Linked DNA regions of Oryctolagus cuniculus: region 2 is linked to region 1. A link is a contact called in public Micro-C data. All regions are on one chromosome and are shown on one strand. Each heading gives the region's core, a stretch centred on a gene start, on an enhancer-like site or on the middle of the called end of the contact. The rest is flanking DNA. Distances are from core to core; before and after follow the strand shown. Region 1 holds the start of LRRK1 (leucine rich repeat kinase 1). Region 2 overlaps LRRK1 (leucine rich repeat kinase 1).

What was found. A called contact is a pair of places that touch in the nucleus more often than the background predicts.
Region 2: a Micro-C map of ear pinna shows a contact between it and region 1, with 5 times the contacts expected there. The contact joins the enhancer-like site here to the promoter of LRRK1 in region 1. A contact is called at or near these places in 3 of 6 Hi-C or Micro-C datasets (ear pinna, psoas muscle and an unstated tissue).

The regions. Positions count from the first base shown.
Region 1 is chr12:10,187,150-10,190,757 of mOryCun1.1, forward strand. It overlaps LRRK1 (leucine rich repeat kinase 1), which reads left to right and starts at 1,580. Exons shown (of 33, transcript XM_070053315.1): 1 at 1,580-1,736.
Region 2 is chr12:10,263,943-10,267,471 of mOryCun1.1, forward strand. It overlaps LRRK1 (leucine rich repeat kinase 1), which reads left to right. Exons shown (of 33, transcript XM_070053315.1): 7 at 2,272-2,498; 8 at 3,444-3,529. Among named protein-coding and RNA genes, the nearest start is that of LRRK1, 77 kb to the left of the region's middle. Within about 2 kb of position 1,434, at least 2 of the 8 cell types and tissues checked have an H3K27ac peak or open chromatin away from gene starts, as enhancers often do. A contact at or near this core is called in ear pinna, where this site is marked.

The DNA.
Region 1 (3,608 bases), core at 330-2,829:
CGTGGAGTTCTGGCCTCCTGGCTTCATCCTGCACCCCCCACCGGGTGCTGAGGGCGTTCAAGGAGTGAACCAGTGGATGGAAGATCTCTCAACCTTTCTCTACTGCTCCGCATCTCAAATAAAAATAAATACAACTTTAAAAATGAATAATAAAGTGGGCCCTTTGGAAGGTCGTGTGCCGCCTCCCCAGTGTCGCTGTTCCTCGCTCGCTCCGAGCCAGGACCTGAGCCTGCAGGTGGACAAGGAGAGGACGCTGTGCCTGCGCGGCAGGTGCCCAGTGGGAGACGCGCAGGTGCAGGCGGGCGGGAGGCCCAGCCCTGGTCTTCAGCGGGCGGAGACGCGAGCTCAGGAGCCGGCTTCAGGCTGCAGGAGTTCTCGCCAGCCTGGGGGGAGGGTGTGGGGTCCTCGGGGGTCCTGGGTCAGACGACCTCAGGAAGAAGGCGAAGCGTGACCGCCCCGTCTGCGCCTTCTAGGCCACGCTGCGGCTGAGCGCGCCTAACGGACAGAGCTCACGGCTGGGTAGAACCGGGCCATCCGCGGGTCCACCCCGGGGGACATTTCCCCAAGCGGGTTTAAAGACAAAGTAGGGCACCGCCAGGCCACGTCCCCTCCCGGGTCCGGCGATCCCGCGAGGCGGCGCTAGGTGGCGGGGCCGCGCGTGCGTCCCGCTCTGCGTCCGTCTCCACCTCCAGGCGTCTCGGGCTCTGCCATAACCGCCGTGTGGCGTGAGACTCGGACCAAGACGCTGCGCCCGCTCTGCGGGGAGGGCGGCCTCGGGGGAACAGGCCGGAGCTGCGGGTGTCCCCGAGCCCCCCACCCGCTCCGGGGCGCGTGCGGGACCCTGCAGCCGCGGCGAGGGGGGCGGCGCATTGTCCCCGCGCTGCGTGCGAAGCCCCGGGAAGTTGGCGTCGCCACGTCGCGAGAGAGGAGCCCGGGGCGGCTGGCTCCCGAGCCGTCGGCCTTGCCTCTCTCCCGGGCGGGCGCGGGGAGCAGGGGAGCGTGGACACTAGCCTCGGACCGAGGCGCCACGAGTGGCCGGTTTCCACCGAGTTTTCCTTGCCCGCCCCAGAGCGGACGGTTAGAAACGGTCCCCCACTTGGCAGCGCCTTGGCATCCGTGCGCCACCCGACGGCACACGCCATCGGCGCCAGAGTTCTCGGGAACTGGGATCCAAATGCAGGCTTGGGCCGGGGCAAAAGTCGTCCAGATCCAGGGGTGTTTTGCTTTCTTTCACAATCCGCATTCTCCATCCTCTCCCTACACCGCCCGGGAAGGAGCCACGCGCGAGGAGCAGGGCGGGACGCGGGGCGACACGCACGCTGGAGGCCCACCCGCCGAGGGGCTGCGGGTGCCTGGCGGAGCTCCGCGCGCCCCCGCCCCGCGTGGGATCAAGCAGGGCGCCCGGCCCCATGAGGGCGCGGGGATCCGGACGTCTCCAGCGTCAGTACCCAAGCTCTGCATCGCCTCGGCTTTGCAGGCTGGGGAAACTGAGGCGGGGACTGCCGGCGCCCGCGGTGGGAGGGCTGGCCGCCCTGCGCGCCGCCCGCCGCCCGCCCTCGCGGCCCGCCCGCCCGCCGCAGGATTGAGGAAGTGCGTCTGGGCCCGGCCCGGCCCCGGCGCGCGGCCCCAGGCGCGGGGGGCTCAGGGCGCGGGCACTGCCAGGCCCTGGCCGGCTGCTGTCCTGCGGGCCCACCCCGCGCGGCCGGACCCCGACCCCGCCGCCGCCGCCGCAGCAGGTAAGTGCCGCTCCGGCCCGCGCCCCCCGAGGGCCCGGCTGCCTCCTGCTGCCGGGCCTGGCGCCGAGCGTCCGCGTCCGCACCGCCTCTGCCTGCCCGTGGGTCGGCGCGCCCCGCAGCCCAGGCCCCGCGCTACCAGCGGCTGCGGGGTCGGGCCCGGGTGGTCTTCCCCGCAGGGGCCGCGGGCCGCAGCCCGAGGGGCGCGGAGGGCGCGGGGCGATCCTCCCCTGCCGCCCCTCTTCTTCCTGCCGAGCCCGGATCCCGCCAGCCTGCGGGAGCGCGGTCGTGCGGGAACCCCGGAACCCCGTGCTGGACAAGGCCAAGGCCAGGGCGGCCGGCGAGAAGAGGCAAAAGCGAGAAACACCGGGGCGGTTTCCTCTGCCTCTACTTGGAGCGCGCGCGGGTGTCGGGAAGGGACTCGGGGCGCCTTCCCCCTCCCCGGGGTCTGCGGCACGCGTCCTTCCCTGGGGCCTGGCTCTCTGCCTGCGACCCTGGAGCCTGCGGGCGACCTTGCCAGCGCAGACCCCAGAAAGGGGTGCGGGCAGGCTGGGGGTCCACCCTGGAAGGCGGTGGGCCGCCGGTGCCAGCGCCCACCTGCCCTCCCGGAGTTGGAGGCCGTGAAGGTTCCCCCCACCCCCAGTCACCTCCCCTGCCACGGTGGAAAAACAGGGGCCTTCGGTTCTGTTTTTAGCAAACCTCTAGCCGGAGGCACCCTATTTATATAAAACTCCCGCTCGCTCACGGGTAACAAGGTGAATTAGAGGAACCGCTAGAGTGTGCCCGATTTGGGAAAACATTGGCATTAGACACCTTTTATGATTTGATTCTCATTAGGCTCGCTTGTGGCCCAGAAGGGAAGGGAGAGAGAGTTAACTGCATTTTAACCTGCACCTAGCTTGTTCCCAAAGCACACTTTGGGGGAGGGGTAAGCCCCCCCCCCCCAAGTGCACTCTTAGGCCCAGGTGGAAGCCCCACAGTTGCCCACATTGTCCAGGTGCTGTCTTTAGCGGGTGTCCCACACTGTGCCCTGTCTGCCCCTCCTCGTCCAGGCCCCAGCCTCTCCCAGGTGACAGCCCCCTTCCGCTCCCGCTCCCCTTGGCGGCCAGAGTGATTTTGTTTTAAAATAACAAATGCACAGGACAGTGCTGGCCCTCTGTTCAGCATGTCTCCTGCCTCGCCACTGGCATGAAATCCAGGGAGCCCCTTGCTCCGACACCCCCAGGCAATCCGGCCTCTGCTGTCCAGAGCCCCAGGCCACCATCCCCCGGCTGCCCTGGCTGGGTCACTGTCCAGCTCTGGGCCTCTGCACTGCTGGCCCTGGCTGCACGCGTGGCCTTAGATGGCCTGCCGTTGCCACCCTCTCTCTTCCACACCCCTCTCTCTGCACGCATCTTGCAAGTCCACTGGCTGTGCGTTCCTTCTATGTCTTCTTTGTCACCTCAGGGTCTTCACTGGAGCTCCTGGGATGGGACCAGGTCTGTGTTGCCCTCTGCAGGGTCCCCAGGAGACGCCCAGTGCCCAGTGGTGGTTACAGTGACTGAGTATGCATGACCACTGTGGCTAGCTATGCTATGGTGACTGATGATTGGACAAGCATAACTTATACAAGAATACTGCAAACATGTGCCACATGGAATTAAAACATATGTTTATTTTGATGCAAAAATATTGAAAACCATGCATAATTTTTTAGATATATTTATTTACTTGAAAGGCACAGTTACAGAGAGGGAGGGACAGAGAGATTCTTCATTTGCTGGTTCAATACCCCAAAGGGCTGGGCGGGCCAGAGCCAGGAGCCAGCAGCTTCCGCCGGGTCTCCCACGTGGGTGCAGGGGCCCAGGCGCTTGGGCCATCCCCCAGTGCTTACCC
Region 2 (3,529 bases), core at 184-2,683, 77 kb after region 1:
GACTCAACATTGTCTCGGGTTGAATCTGACATGGAGCTTTGAAAACTCAATACTCATCTCAGAGTGCCAAGGATGAAAAGCCACGGACGGGGACTCTTCTACGTCAGACAGAAGTTCTTAGGAAGGGAACCTGGTGGCCGTGGTGTGGGTTAAGATGTCCGTGTCCCGTATTGGATGGAGTCCCTGGCTCTAAGTCCCAGCACCGGCTCCTGCCTCCAGCTTCCTGCTAATTCAGCCCCTGGGAGGCAGCCATGATGGCCCTGGTGACCAGGTTTCTAGACCCAAGTATGAGACCCTAGTGAGTCCCAGCTCCCGGCTCCAGCCTGGCCCAGCCCAGCCCGGGCCGCTGAGGGCGTTTAGGGAGTGAACCGGAGTTGGGACCTCTCTCTGCGTGTCTGTCTCTCTGTGCGTCTTTGGCTCTCAAATGCATTTTAAAAAGAAGAGACGTAAAGGGACACAGCAGCTGCCTGCAGTGTGTTGTCCTCAGATCCTGGGCCAGGACACCACATTTCTGTAAAAGACATTTTGGGGATAGTTAACATGGGAATCCTAGCACGGACCGTGGACAGCGCTAACTGTGTGTTCTCACGGAGAGACTATCTTCATTCCTGAGGGATCCGTGCAGAGGTGCGGGGGCTGCAGTGAGGTGACCCAGTGTCTACCCGCAAGCGATTGGCGTGCGTGTTCGCATGTGGCAGGGAGGAGACGTGGCCGTGTCGGAACACGTCGGGGAGCAAGGTGTGTGGGTACGCCTGGTTCAGCTTTCCTGCAGCTTTGGACATTTTTCAAGTATGCACACGCACACGCATGCACACGCACACGCGCGCACACGCACACACACACACGGGAAGGCAGGAACAATGAAACAGGCCCAGTGCAATTGACTTGTCTGAAAAAAATCAGCTAAGACCCCATGCTCTTAACTCTAAGTGCCTGTACCTCTTCGTCCAGATAAACGGGAAGACAGACCGGCAGACGGACAGACAGACAAGTCCCTCATCCCCTTGGTTCAAAGGCTGTGGCTTTGAGAAGGGATGGACACAGGCCTGTCCGTGGCCAGGCCTCTGGGGAGAAGGCGATAGAGACGAGGTGCACTGCGCCATCTAGTGGCCAGATGAGGCTGCCCTGGCCACTGGCCGCTGGCGTCTGCCCACTTGGACAGCCAGCTTGTCCCACGTTGTTGGTGCCTTTCCCACCGTCTCTGCCCAGTGGTTATTTTCCCATTTGCAAAGCAGTAACTTGTGTTTATCTTTCTGCTTCTCTAATTTTCCAATACGGATTTCCAGTTGCTTTGGACCAAGAAGCCAAAATGCAGAGTTCCGCTCCCAGAAACCTGAGCCCCGAGTCCTTCCATAGCCAAGGGAGAGGGGAGTCCTGCTCGTGTGTGTAACCAGATCCCTGCCGCCGCCGTGCACCGGCAGCCGCTGACCTTGCTCTCGCTCGGGTGGAAATAAGCTACGGCTGCTTGCCCTGGGCTTGCAGCAGCCAGGGTCAGCACCGTCACCGGCCGGGGCCAGGAAGTGGCAGCGGGTGCCCTAGGTGGGGACTCAGCTTTCTCTGCTCGGTCCTAGGTTGGAAGTAGGGACAGAAGGGAGGGGAGCTGCCAGTCACTCACCACGTCCTGGCCACTTGGGGCCGGTGGTTCTGGAAGTCATGTTTTGTCTTCCTGGACTCTGGGCCTCGTGCAAGCCCGGCCTATAGCAGGCCGTTTTCCTGAGCTGCTTATAGGGGCTTGGGGTCCCAGGGCGGATGCTCTGGGTTGTGTTTTCCCACCTGTATGTCCTTTTCTGGCTTCAGCCTGCCCACAAGGCACACAATGGGACCTGGCACGGCACAGGCGGCTTCAGGCTGCAGCCGCTCTAACCCCAGAGGAGAAAGCCCTGACGCAGGCCGGAGACCATGCTCGGGTCCACAGCTGCTTCTGCAGCCCGGGGGAGACCCCTCCAAGCCTCGGTGGCTTCCTCCATACAGAGCAAGGTTGATTCCTGGGGCACTTCCTCTCTTGCCAGGATCGGCCTGGGCAGGTGAGCTGAGCTCACTAGCTCCCCCTGCTGGCTGGAGGGTGAGTTGTTGCTGGCTTACCGGCAGGGTGCAAGTGCATGTCCACGTAGGTACCTCATCTGTGGCAGGTGCTGGGGGCCTGCACTCCCAGACTCCAGCAGGGGCAGGCACAGGCACACAGCCTCGTGCTGGGATAAACCATTGCTCTATTCTCAGCCCCGCTGGCCCCGGCTCACCGTCCTCTGTGCTTCTCCCCGTCCGTAACACCAGGCGCTTCGCGTGAAGTGGTCCCGCCTGCGGTTGCCCTGGGTGGATCTGGACTGGCTCATAGACATCTCCTGCCAGATCACGGAGCTAGACCTTTCCGCCAACTGCCTGGCTTCCCTGCCGTCCGTCATCCCCTGGGGCCTCATCCACCTTCGGAAGCTGAACCTCTCGGACAACCACCTGGCCGAGCTGCCCAGCGTGCAGTCATCGGACGAGATCATCTGTTCCAGGTGGGCCCCGGCCGTCGGTGCGGCGATCGCTGCCGCTGGTGGCCTGGCTGTGCTCTGGGCTTTGGAGAACAGCATTCTGGCTCAAACGGGGGATTTTGCCAGCTCCCGGGTACAAGGTCCCAGTCCTGTGCTCAGGTGGGCAGCGTTCTGGAGAGATGGTCTGGCCCAGCATTGCACGGTCACCACCGCCATGCTGAGCTCCCGGCTGGACATGCCCGGCGTGGTCCTGCACAGGGACCAAACGCCGCCCTGGCCAGGGCAGGCAGTGCAGCCCTGGGCCCGTTTCCTCCACCGCCCAGGGCAGGTGCCAGGGGCCTCTGAGAACACGTGAATCCACAGGACTGGCAGCAGGGGACGAGGCGGGCAGCCCCGCCTGCTTCCTCGTGGCACCTTGCCAAGCAGCCTGGGCACGCCCCTCCCTGTCTCCCAGGCTGGCAGGGCAGGGGGAGGCCCTTCCTTGACTGGTCTCTTTAGGATTCCTCTCTGCAAGGCCTCGCTGTGTGCAGCTCTGTGCCGATTTCCAGAAGCAGGGCTGGAACGTGCCCGAGGTCGCCTCGAGCGAGGATGGCCAGGCAGAGGCATGCAGGAGCAGGGGCCGAGCCGGGGCCGAGCTGGGCAGGCCGTTGGGTCCACGGGGCCCTGAGAGGTCTGGGGCCCTGCCCTGTGGTCTCCCCGCAGCTCTCAGGGCCCTGGCTCAGTTTGCCACCAGGTGTTGGTCGGCCGGTGGGGCCAGGGTCTTTGGGTCCCTGTCAGTCAGAGCTTTGGTTTTCTTTGTGGACGCAGAGTGTAGTCGGAATAAAAGCCACACGCACTCCATTTTCGATGCGCGCTCCTTGCGCTGGCGCGGGGAGACAGGGAGAACATGCAGCCCGTTCCCGAGTGAGAAAGCTGTGCGAGGGGCATTTCCTGATGCCTCTGCTTCCTCTCCCCCCACCCCCCCCCCAGGCTGCTGGACATCGACGTCTCCAGCAACAAACTCTGCCACCTCCCGCCAGGACTCCTGCACCTCTCCAAGCTGCAGAAACTCACGG